Regions from separate parts of the Mus musculus genome. Here region 1 is linked to region 2. Evidence: chromatin contacts called from public Hi-C data. All regions are on one chromosome and are shown on one strand. The core of a region is the stretch at or near the end of the contact, and the rest is flanking DNA. Distances in the headings are between cores, read along the strand shown.

Region 1 (4,915 bases), core at 1,566-4,065, 130 kb before region 2:
GGGCTCCCCCTCCCCGGCTGCCCCTCAGTACGTGCAGGCTGCAGAGCGGGCCGCGGCCCGGACGGCGAGCGCTAGGACCCAGCAGGACTCCGGGCCCGGGTGGGAGCCGAGCCGCCGACCCCGGGCAGGCGCCGGGCGCTGGAGCCGGGTGTTCCGGCCGCGGTCGGTGCAGCTCGGCTGGGAGACGGCGCGAGCCGGCGGCGGGGCCCCCCGCGAGTCCAGCGCCGCCGCAGCCCCCCAATGCGGCCGCGAGAAGCAGCTGGGGGGCAGGCGATCGAAGGTAAGGAAAATGCGGCTCTCTGGCTGCCTAGCGAGCCTCTGCCCGGGTTAGCATTGTCACCCCGAGCCTCGCTGCCCAGGCTGCCCATTTTGGGGGGCACCCTTGGCTTTTTATCTTAAGGTGTCCGCCCCCATCTGTGCTCCTAGTTTTGGATTGATTTATAGCATGCAGCCCAGAATGGGAAAGATCCAGGGATGGCGAGTTGGTTATTTTCATTAGTTTTTGTCTCAAAAGTAAGTTCATTTAAAAAAGAAAGAAAGAAAAGAAAGAAAAGTTTTTTTCTGGAATTTGTAGATAGCTGGGTTTACATTTTAATTTAAAAAATTAGCAGACAATGGATATTTATAAAAATTACCGAATAATTGATGTAATTCCGTTAATGACTTCGGAGGGAGGCGGCTCTGGAGGGTCCTCAGGCATGACTTGTATTTTCAAGGAACTAACGTGTTAAATGTGGAGTTTGGCTGGGGCAGAGTTACAGCATCGCTGTCGTAACTGTTTTGCTATCAATTATAAACAGAGTGTCTATGGGCAGTTTAAACCTCTTTTTCAAATACCGGAGCTTCATATCCCGGCGTGACATGGACAAACCAGAATGTCCATTGAAGGAAGCAGGAGTGTTTCTGTTTTTGGAGAAAAACGTTGCATTGAGGAGAAAAAAAAAAAAAAAAAAAAAAAAAAAAAAAAAAAAAAACCAGATTCCTAGCCCGGGAGACTATTTTTCATGCTTTGTTTATAGTCTGGGAATGACATTTGGGAAAGGGGAACGCGGTCTTTCTTGGGAGCTTTTAATCGTGGGGGTTATTAATTTATTTAATTTATTAGTTTCAATTGGTTGGGCTCCGGGAGCCTTCCGTCACCAGGTTATGCTAGCGTTGGGACACAGGATTGCGAAGGCGAAACTGCCAGCCCGGAAAGGACTGGACCGGGCTGGTGGAAGCTCCCCGTGGCGCTGTTGTAGGCTGGGTGCTACCGGCTCATTGAGGAAAATGGGGATGGCTCTCGGAGCTGAGGAAGACATCAGTATTTCCCTTTTGTTCCCTGTTTTTTCCATTGATCTCCAGCTCTGCCTTAGCCAGGGGGAGCAGCTCTGAGGGTGCAGAGAGCCCTGAAGACTGCACGAATGTCTGGAGCCCGCTCTAACTCTCACACTGATTGGTCAGTCTGATGGGGACTTAGGAAAACAGTCACCCGAAACCGTCTTTTAAAACCTCGTCTTAATTTCAGATCTGCCGGCTTGTACATGGGTTCCTGCCTGGTTTCTCTTTTGATCTGGGTGCATCTGGCTCGCTCTGGGTGTCTTTATCTTTAATTTTGTGTTGTTGTTTCTATCCAGATAAAGTAGGCCATTTTGGTGACAAATTTCTCTGCAGATGTCAGCTTCTAGCTCGCACTGATAGATGTGGGGCTTCACAGTGATTTCTCTCCATAAGTTGTAGGATGCAAAGTTGCTCAACTTGGAATTAATTTTTCCTAATTTTTTTTTCATCTGAGCATTTAAATAGCTACACCAACAGATGGAAGCTTAACTGTATCATTACTTTGATAATTTAAGTGCCTTGTGAATTAGTATGTTTCTCGCGCTAAATCTAAGTCTTTAGACAGTGGAAGGGAAAACAGACAATGAAAGGCAAGCAATCCCGATCAGCTTGCAGACTATTGCAAGAAATTGTGGCGTCTGCTTTGAGCAGAATACAATTCACATCCAAGAAGGGGCGGGGGTGGGGGGGTCTTTTACCACAGAAGGCAGAATTAGAGATAGGGGATGAAGCGGGATCTCTATAAGACAGCCTGCAGCCTCTCTGGACATCTTCATTTGAGCCTTAAAGTGCCTCATTAAAGAAGCTGGGTCCCAGAAGTTGTTAACCGTATAAACACTTTTCTGATTGGTTTAAATATTTAGACACAGGAAGTAGATGGTATCTAGTAACCCAGGAATGGAGACATGGTTGTCATAGAAACTGAGAAGTGTAACCCCACCCCACCCCCACCACACATGCATTCACTACCATGACCACCACTTAGGGGGGAAAAAAAAAGCCCTGCATGTCATCACAGATGCTTGGAGAACTTGCTGGCTTCTGTTAGCTTTCCCACAACATCTGTTGAAACCTGAGACCATGCCTGTCAAACCAAGGTCATTTTACAACAACAACCAAAAAACAGAGCCCTCTGGATTTCATAACTGTATTTTTATTGAAAATAGTTCAGGGAAGAGCCTGAAAGCCAGTGTGAGCGTTCATGCTTACTTAGCATTTTGGATCCTCTGAGTTAAGCAAGAGGAAGGCTGCAAAGAGTACATTTGAGCCATTAATTGTAGAACTATGTGTCTGCTTCTAGAGGTGTGTCTCTCCTGTTAGAACAAAAGTCCTTTTTTACAGACTTAGAGACCAGAATGCAGCCAGCGGAGGCAGGGTCATTTGGCAAAGGCGTTATGAAGTGTTTCCGGGCTTGCAAGCCGGTTCCAGGTGGAGTTGAGGTGTTTGATCATGAAGGTCTCTGGGGGGTTGGACAGGTTCCCTTGGGCTATGCCTGGTGCTCAGGGGAGCAAAGGGCAGGGTGTTCTTGGTGGCTGAGCAGGGGGAGGAGGTGCTCCTAAGTGGAGCGAGGACCATTTCCAGACTGCAAATATGACTGCCCAGTTGATTAGATGCATTTCCTCTCCCGTGAATGGAGAGCGGTGCTTTCCCGTTTTTGTTTTTGGTTTTTTTATTGAGGCTATTTTGGGTGGGTGGGGCGGTCCTCCAGGCCGTTAGCACACATATCAGCTATATCTTATTCATGGTGAGGAATACCAAGGAGAAAAGTTTAGTCACCTCCTCCAGCGCCCCCTTTTCACTCATTTTGCTAAGCAGAGAATAACCAAACATACCTCTCCTAAATTTTGACTTTGAGGTGCTTCAGTAAAACTTGTCGATATAACAATCAACACAGTGGCTAGAATTTGACCTGTTGTATCCATGACAATCTTTAAATGGTAAGGTGGTTTTTTTTTTTTTTAGTATTTATTATTATTAATTATGCTTAGGTGTATGTATCTGCATGTGGGTGTGGACACATACCAGAAGTCCTTGGAGCTGAAGTTCCGGACTGTTGTGAGCCCTCTCGTGTAGGTGCTGGGATCCGAACACAGGCCCTCTGGAAGAGACCTCTTAACTACTGAGCCATCTCTCCAGCACCCCTTTTAAAATATTTATTTATTTATTTATTTAAGGCAGGATTCCTCTGTGTAGCCCTGGCTGTCCTGGAACTCACTCTGTAGAGCAGGCTGGCCTCAAACTCACAGAGATCCACCTGCCTCTGTCTTCTAAATGCTGAGATTAAAGGTGTACACCACCCCCACCCTGCCAGACTCCTTAATTTCAAGGTCTTTATATTTGTGTTTCAAATAACTTCTCTCCATATGTGGTATATTTAGCACTGCACTGGACCCTTTTCTTAAAAAGGTTTTAAATTTTATTTAAATTGCAGTTTGGTACTTCTAAAAGAATATCACATCTCCCTTGTTTTTCTCAACTGATTGCCTCAAGGAGTGGGGGGAGAGATGAAAGAGTTCCTAAATATGTCTTAATGCTTATTTAATATCCTATATTGATGGTGTAGCAAATAGCTTAGAGCCATGTAGTGTCCATGATCCGATTACGGGTGTAGTTCACGATCCCACGTTATCAAATATTTGGTGCTCCGGGACTTGATGGCATGACTGGTCCCTCTCAGCAAAGGATTTCCTGTTGAGAAGTTATCTGCAAGTACAGCAAACTGCCATTGGCAGGAAACCTGACAGTTGCTTGTTTTTACAAACTGAAGGAAGTGAATGAGACTTGTTAGTTTCCAGAATCTACCTTGACTCGCTCCAGCCTGCCCCAGAGTTTGCTCAGTTCAAAGGAGGTGACCATGAGTTGTACGAACGATGAGCCTGCTTCAAATCACTGGCACTTCCGTGAATTTCCGTTTTGACTTTAGAATTGGAAGAATTAATCCTTACGCTGTCAGGTACAGCTTCGTTCACCAATACAAATGAGCAAGGTGCTCAATGAAGTCCTAGCTCATTCCCAGTTGTCAGAAAGTCACTGATAGAATCATTCAAGCTGGCACTGTTTGGATGGCTGTGCCAAATTTTTAACAGTAGTTTCAGAATACCAATCAAATGCCAAAGGAGGGAAGAAGGGAAGGAGAGAGGGAGAGGACTGTCCTTCTCTGCTTGCTTCTGAGGGGGGGAAATTCATAAAGAACATATTTCAGGTATGTGCCAACCTTGCTGGTAGCCGGAAGCACAAGGTAGGTGTGGGTCTGTAAAAAGGCGCTTGAGAGAGAAACATCACAACTTTGAAAGCATCTACTACTTGAAATCATTATTTATTTCACTATTTTAACTTTGGATAATCTCATGTTTAATTGCTTCAATTCATGAATGTTCCATATTCTGGAGGGGTAGGAGGAAGGGCAAGCCTCTTTATAGGCTGTAAGTACATAGACCCCCATAATAGAACCAGCTATTGGAATGGCCCACACACACGTTTTCTTAGGCATCGTTTTTGTTTTATAGTTAGCACCAAGTAGAATCTTAAGCAAGATCCTGATAGCTGAATGGAATCAAAGAAGAGCTAGCTACTCTAGGGGAACCAGGAGCCCAGA
Region 2 (5,632 bases), core at 481-2,980:
AGAAGTACCTCAAAGCAATGGTAGGCCTTGCCTATGCTTTGAGAAGGCTCCATCCTGTGTGAAAGCCAGTGGCCACCAGCTCTATGGCATTCACCATACGATCCATTTGGCTTGTACTTCACAGTCTACGCAGGACATCATCATGTGCACACCTGCCTTGCGCAGAACAACACTACTGGGGTTGAAATTGAGTTGTGCCAATCAGAGTGTTGGGCCCACAGGAGGCAGAGAGGTTGAGAGGAATGAATGTCTTGCTCTAAAGATGCTCACTGTCAGGAGACTAGGTTAGTTATCAAGGGAGCCTCAGTGTGTGTGTATGTGTGTGTGTGTGTGTGTGTGTGTGTGCATGTGCACACACATGTATTCAGATGCATATACAGCATTCATGTGGGGGTTGGAGATCCACTTTAGGTGTTGGTCCTTGCTTTTTTTTTTTTTTTTTTTTTTTTTTTTAAATGTAGTCTGTTTTTTTTTTTAAAGATTTATTTATTTATTATATGTAAGTACACTGTAGCTGTCCTTAGATACTCCATAAGAGGGCATCAGATTTTGTTATGGATGGTTGTGAGCCACCATGTGGTTGCTGGGATTTGAACTCGGGACCTTTGGAAGAGCAGTCGGCGCTCTTAACCACTGAGCCATCTCGCCAGCCCCGGTCCTTGCTCTTTAACTAGTTTGATGCAGGGTCTCTTTATTGTTTGCTTTTGTGTACACCAGGCTAGCTGGCCTGAAACTGCCAAGGATTCTTTTTTTTTAATTGTAGTATCAGTACCTTCAGTTTCTTTTTTTTTTTTTTAATTTTTATTAGATAATTTCTTCATTTACATTTCAAATGCTATCCAAAAAGTCCCCTATACCCCCCCCACTTCTTTTTTTTTTTTTTTTTTTTTTTTTTTGTCTCTGCCTCCCATCTTGCCATGGAGGCAGGGCTATGAATGCGCTCTACCATGCCCCGCTTTTCCGTGGGTTCTGAGGATGCAAACTCAGAGGCTTATGTTTCTGGATCCAGTGTTCTGCCCCATCGAGCCTGCTCTACAGCTTATGCAGTGTGCGCTTTCCTCCTTTGTGCATGTGTGCAGTTCATCTCTACCGTCATCATAAACACCCCACCAAGGTGCTTTTAGATTTCTCAGCCTTCACAACCACGAACTAGAATAAAACTCTTGCCGGGCGTGGTGGCGCATGCCTTTAATCCCAGCACTTGGGAGGCAGAGGCAGGCGGATCTGAGTTCGAGGCCAGCCTGGTCTACAAAGTGAGGTCCAGGACAGCCAGGGCTACACAGAGAAACCCTGTCTCGGAAAACCAAAAACCAAACCAAACCAAACCAAAACACTCCATTGCTTATAAAGCACACAGCCTTACTCAGTTACTCTGTGCCAGTACAGGATCAGGCCAGGGCAAATGACATTTCCGCCCTGTGAGTGAGTGAGATGGTAAGTGGATTTATCCGAGGCCCACAGTGCCCGAGTAGCTGACCTTGACCTTGTAGTCCTTGAGATGGACCCTGCTCCCTCTCCCCTTCCCAGTACTTCTCTGTGAACTGCAGCATTCACGCACAGGGAGTGGTTAGGGATCACCCCGCAGGTACCTTACTTGAAGCAGACGGATCTTTTCTGAAAGGAGCCTTCGTTTTCACTTTAAAAAAATCTAGATTCCCCCAGAGGGGTCAGAAGAGGAATGGAAGCCCTTGCCCTTGTCCTCATTCCCAAGAGCCACTTGGCAGGGAGTCCAAATGGAGACCAGATAACAGAAACCAATGGAAAATAACCTTGAACCTCAGGCAATTTGGAGGCAAGGCTTTCTTTATCTGCTAGCTACAGGCAGCAACTTTTCAGTCTCAATGTCTGGGCCAAGAACTTCTTGTTTCTTGGGATCTCTGGAGACCTTGCCTGAACCCAGGCAGAGAAGCGCTCCAGGCTTACCTAGCAGGGATGCACTGAGGCTGGAAGACGGTAGGCTAGCCAGGGAGTCTTTGCTCTTTCCTGGTACCTAGAGTGTGAATGTCTTAAGGTATTCTAAGACCAGTGATCTGGCTTTGGCCTAATCTGTACTGCTGGTACAGTTTAGTGGGTTCCAGACCTCAATTTTTCTTACCTAAAAATTAAAACATAAAAAAAATTTTAAAGTATACTTTTTTTACTTGTTTGACTGGTTTGAGGTTTTTGAGACTAACTAGTTCTGAGGATTAGCTGTGGAATGGGCACCCCTACTCAGTATTCGCCTTGGAGTACACTAGCAGAGTGTCTTGGGTGTGCACATCTACTAAAATTTATGTTGCACAGACCCAGCAAGCTCATTCACCCTTAGAAATATATCCTGTGGATGCTTTTCTTCCTGTGGTTTGTTATGGTGACGGTAAATGGCTGTGCCCTCAGTCTCTATCTGCAGGGACAGCTCAGAGCACAGGGCTTTGTCCTGGTCCACTGGGTAGCATCTAATAGGACAAGATGGAAAGGATCCACAGATGTAACAGCGAGAAATGAGCAGAATACGATGTGCTGAGTGCTGTCTGCCTTCTATAAATCGTACATGTTCTGCTGGTCAGTATTCTATTACTAAAAGAAATGTCACGCCAGGCGGTGGTGGTGCACGCCTTTAATCCCAGCACTTGGGAGGCAGAGGCAGGCGGATTTCTGAGTTCGAGGCCAGCCTGGTCTACAAAGTGTGTTCCAGGACAGCCAGGGCTATACAGAGAAACCCTGTTTCGAAAAACCAAAAATAAATAAATAATTAATTAATTAAATGTCTAAGAGGGGCTGCCTGCGATTCAACTCCTCAGAGAAGCATTTGCCTGGCCTGTGTGAGCCTTAGGTACTGTAACCCCCAGTTTACATAACCATGTCAACAGGTGCCAAAGAGAATCCATTTAGAAAGCAGACAGGATTTTTTTTTTTTTTTTAAATTTTGGCTCATGGTTTTGGAGCCTTTAATCCATGGTTGATTCACCTTGTTGCTTCTGGTCTGTGGCAAGATAGCATATCACCAGGAATGCCTGGAGAGAAAATTTTAAAAAATGAGAGGAAGGTAGATTCCCAAAATCCTCCTTCAAGGGCCCTTCCCCAGATGACCTCATTTCCTTCTACATGGTCAAGCTCTTAAAGGTTCTGTCAACCACCACTGGTACCACAGTCTGGGGACTGACTATGCCATTAGAACACAGTCTTTGGGGCATTTCATATGTCTGCCATCGTCGTATGTGTCAAGTCATCTGTCCCTGTTTTACAGATGAAGAGGTTAAAGCATAGTGAATTTGTGCAACCCACTGAGTCTTAGCAGGATGTGGGTATCAAAGATATTCCTTAGTAGGTAAAAAAGCAGATTTGCAAAAGGGGTATGAGGGCTCATGTTAATTGTCACTCCGGCAGAATCTGGAATGACCTGGGAGAAGAGTCACTGTGCATACTGTGGGAGGTTGTTGAGATTACGTTAATTGATGTGTTAAGAGCCGTCTTAATTGTGTGTGTGTGTTGGGGGGGGAGGGGGATTGGCGCGTGTCCTGGGCTGAAGGCAAAGAGCTGAGCAGCAGCGGTCACTGCTCTCTGCCTCTTGACTGTGATGCACCCAGCTCTTTCAGGCTCATGCCTCTGCGACTCTTTGGCAGTGGTTGACTGTGACACTAAATGAACTGTGACCTAAATGAACCCTTTCTCCCTGAAGTAGCCTTTGTTATAGTATTTTATCCCAACAGCTGAGAATGAAGGTGAAACAGGGGGATCCATAGCTATACTTTAAAAAATAGGATATCCACTAATACATATCCACACATATCTATGATTTGGATTTAAAGATTTATTGTTATTATTATTATCATTATTATTGTATGTGTCTGGGTCTGAGTGTGTGCATGTACCTGTGTATACTGTGCTGAAAGATCCTATCTTTTCTTTTTATTTAAAGATTTATTTATTTATTTCATGTATACGAGTACACTGTAGCTGTCTTCAGACACACCAGAAGAGGGCATCAGATCCCATTACAGATGGTTGCGAGCCACAATGTGGTTGCTGGAAATTGAACTCAGGACCTCTGGAAGAGCAGTCAGTGCTCTTAAGCCATCTCTCCAGCCCAAGATCATATCTTCAAATGCAAATCCCAAAGCAGGAAGAGTGAACAGGAAGTGGGAGGGGCTACAAAGTCTCAAAGCTCACACACTGAGTTTGTATCTGTGTGCAGGTATGTGTGTGTGTGTCTGTGTTTGTGTGTGTGTTTATGTGCATGCACTCAAGTATGTGTTTTGTATATGTGTATGTTTGTGTGTGTGTCTGTGTATGTCTGTATAGACACATACGTGTCTATGTGTCGGTGTGTGTATGTCTCTCTCTGTCTGTGTGTATGTGACTATATGTGTGTGTTTGTCTATATGTGTTTCTGTGTGTCTGTTTGTCTTTCTGTGTGTGCCCAAGAAAACCAGAACAGGGCATCCATTTCCTAGAGCTGAAGTTACAGGAGACCGTGCCATGCTCACTGTGGGTGCTGGTTACTAAGCTCAGGTTCTCAGAAGAGCAGCAAATCTTATTAACTGCTGAGCAATGTCTTCAGCCTTCTCATATTTTTTAATGACTATTATTATTGGCAAGGTCCACAATAGAAAATGTGGGGCTGAGAATATGGCTTAGTCAGTAGAATGCTTGCCTGGCACACACAGTGTCCTGGATTTAATCCCTAGTGCCACATAAAACCAGGCATGGTAGTATAACCCTGTTATCTCAGCTCTTGAGAGATAGAGTCAAGAGGATTGGCGTACAAGGTCATCTCTGGCTACTGTGGTGGTTTGAATGAGAGTTTGTAGCCCGCCCACTTCCGGTTCACCCTTCTGCTTTGCTCTTGACATTGAAGATGTGATCGCTCAGCCTCTTGCTCTGGATATCTGTTGTCAAGCCTCTCCCATCATTATGGATTCTCCCCCCTGGAACCCTAAGCCAAAATAAACTCTTGCTTCTGCAAGTTGCAGCAGCAACAGAACTAACTAATAGGGAGTTCAAAGCCAGTCTAAGGTATAACAGACCCTGTCTTTAAAAAGGGAGCTCTTAGAGGGACCAAGGATTCAAGGCAGGAGGGAAGGAAAATTGTCTTTTTCATGCCTTCCTGTCTCTGCTCCTTATTCTAAGGATGTGTGTGTGTCACTTCTTTTTCTCAGACGTCGGTATGAGCCCAGTGTTCCTAGTCAGTGGAGTCAAGGTCTACTAAAATTCACTTTTAATTTTTTTGTATTTAAAATTTGTAAGTAAATAATAGTTTTAAAAGAGAGAACATTAAGCGTAACCTTCTAAACACACCCTTACATGTTAGACGCTCCTGGTTGTATCTGTGGAGCATGTACTCAGCCCTCTTTCTAATATGATGCAGAACAAAGCCATGTCCCCTGGCCAGTTGACCCTTGTCTTTAGACCCGGTGTGATCCCTGGCCCAAGCATAGTACTGTGCTCACACCCTCCTCCTCTGTTGGAACATCTGATTCATTCAGCAGATTTAACTGAGCACTAACTATTGAGCTGTTCTGCCTTGTGTCCTGCAGTACGAAGAAGATCAAAGATGATGATGTAGGCCCGTGGTTCTCTATCCTCCCAATCGACCCTTTAACTCAGTTTTTCATGTTGTGGTGACCCCCCAACCATAAAATTATTTTTATTG

What was found. Hi-C and Micro-C count contacts between places; a contact is called where the count stands out from the background.
Region 1: a contact with region 2 is called in a Hi-C map of liver, with 3 times the contacts expected there. The contact joins two enhancer-like sites. A contact is called at or near these places in 3 of 39 promoter capture datasets (liver and maxillary cranial neural crest), 5 of 484 Hi-C or Micro-C datasets (the HPC-7 cell line, liver and nephron progenitors), 3 of 115 datasets of contacts at active chromatin or transcription factors (bone marrow-derived macrophages and forebrain) and 3 of 9 other capture datasets (adipose tissue, liver and pancreatic islet).

The regions. Positions count from the first base shown.
Region 1 is chr12:99,558,836-99,563,750 of GRCm38.p6, reverse strand. It overlaps a transcript of Foxn3 not described here. Among named protein-coding and RNA genes, the nearest start is that of Gm26839, 2.5 kb to the left of the region's middle. Within about 2 kb of position 2,815, at least 57 of the 459 cell types and tissues checked have an H3K27ac peak or open chromatin away from gene starts, as enhancers often do. A contact at or near this core is called in liver, where this site is marked.
Region 2 is chr12:99,429,684-99,435,315 of GRCm38.p6, reverse strand. All of the region lies in intron 1 of Foxn3 (forkhead box N3), which reads left to right. Among named protein-coding and RNA genes, the nearest start is that of Foxn3, 18 kb to the left of the region's middle. Within about 2 kb of position 1,730, at least 4 of the 459 cell types and tissues checked have an H3K27ac peak or open chromatin away from gene starts, as enhancers often do. A contact at or near this core is called in liver, where this site is marked.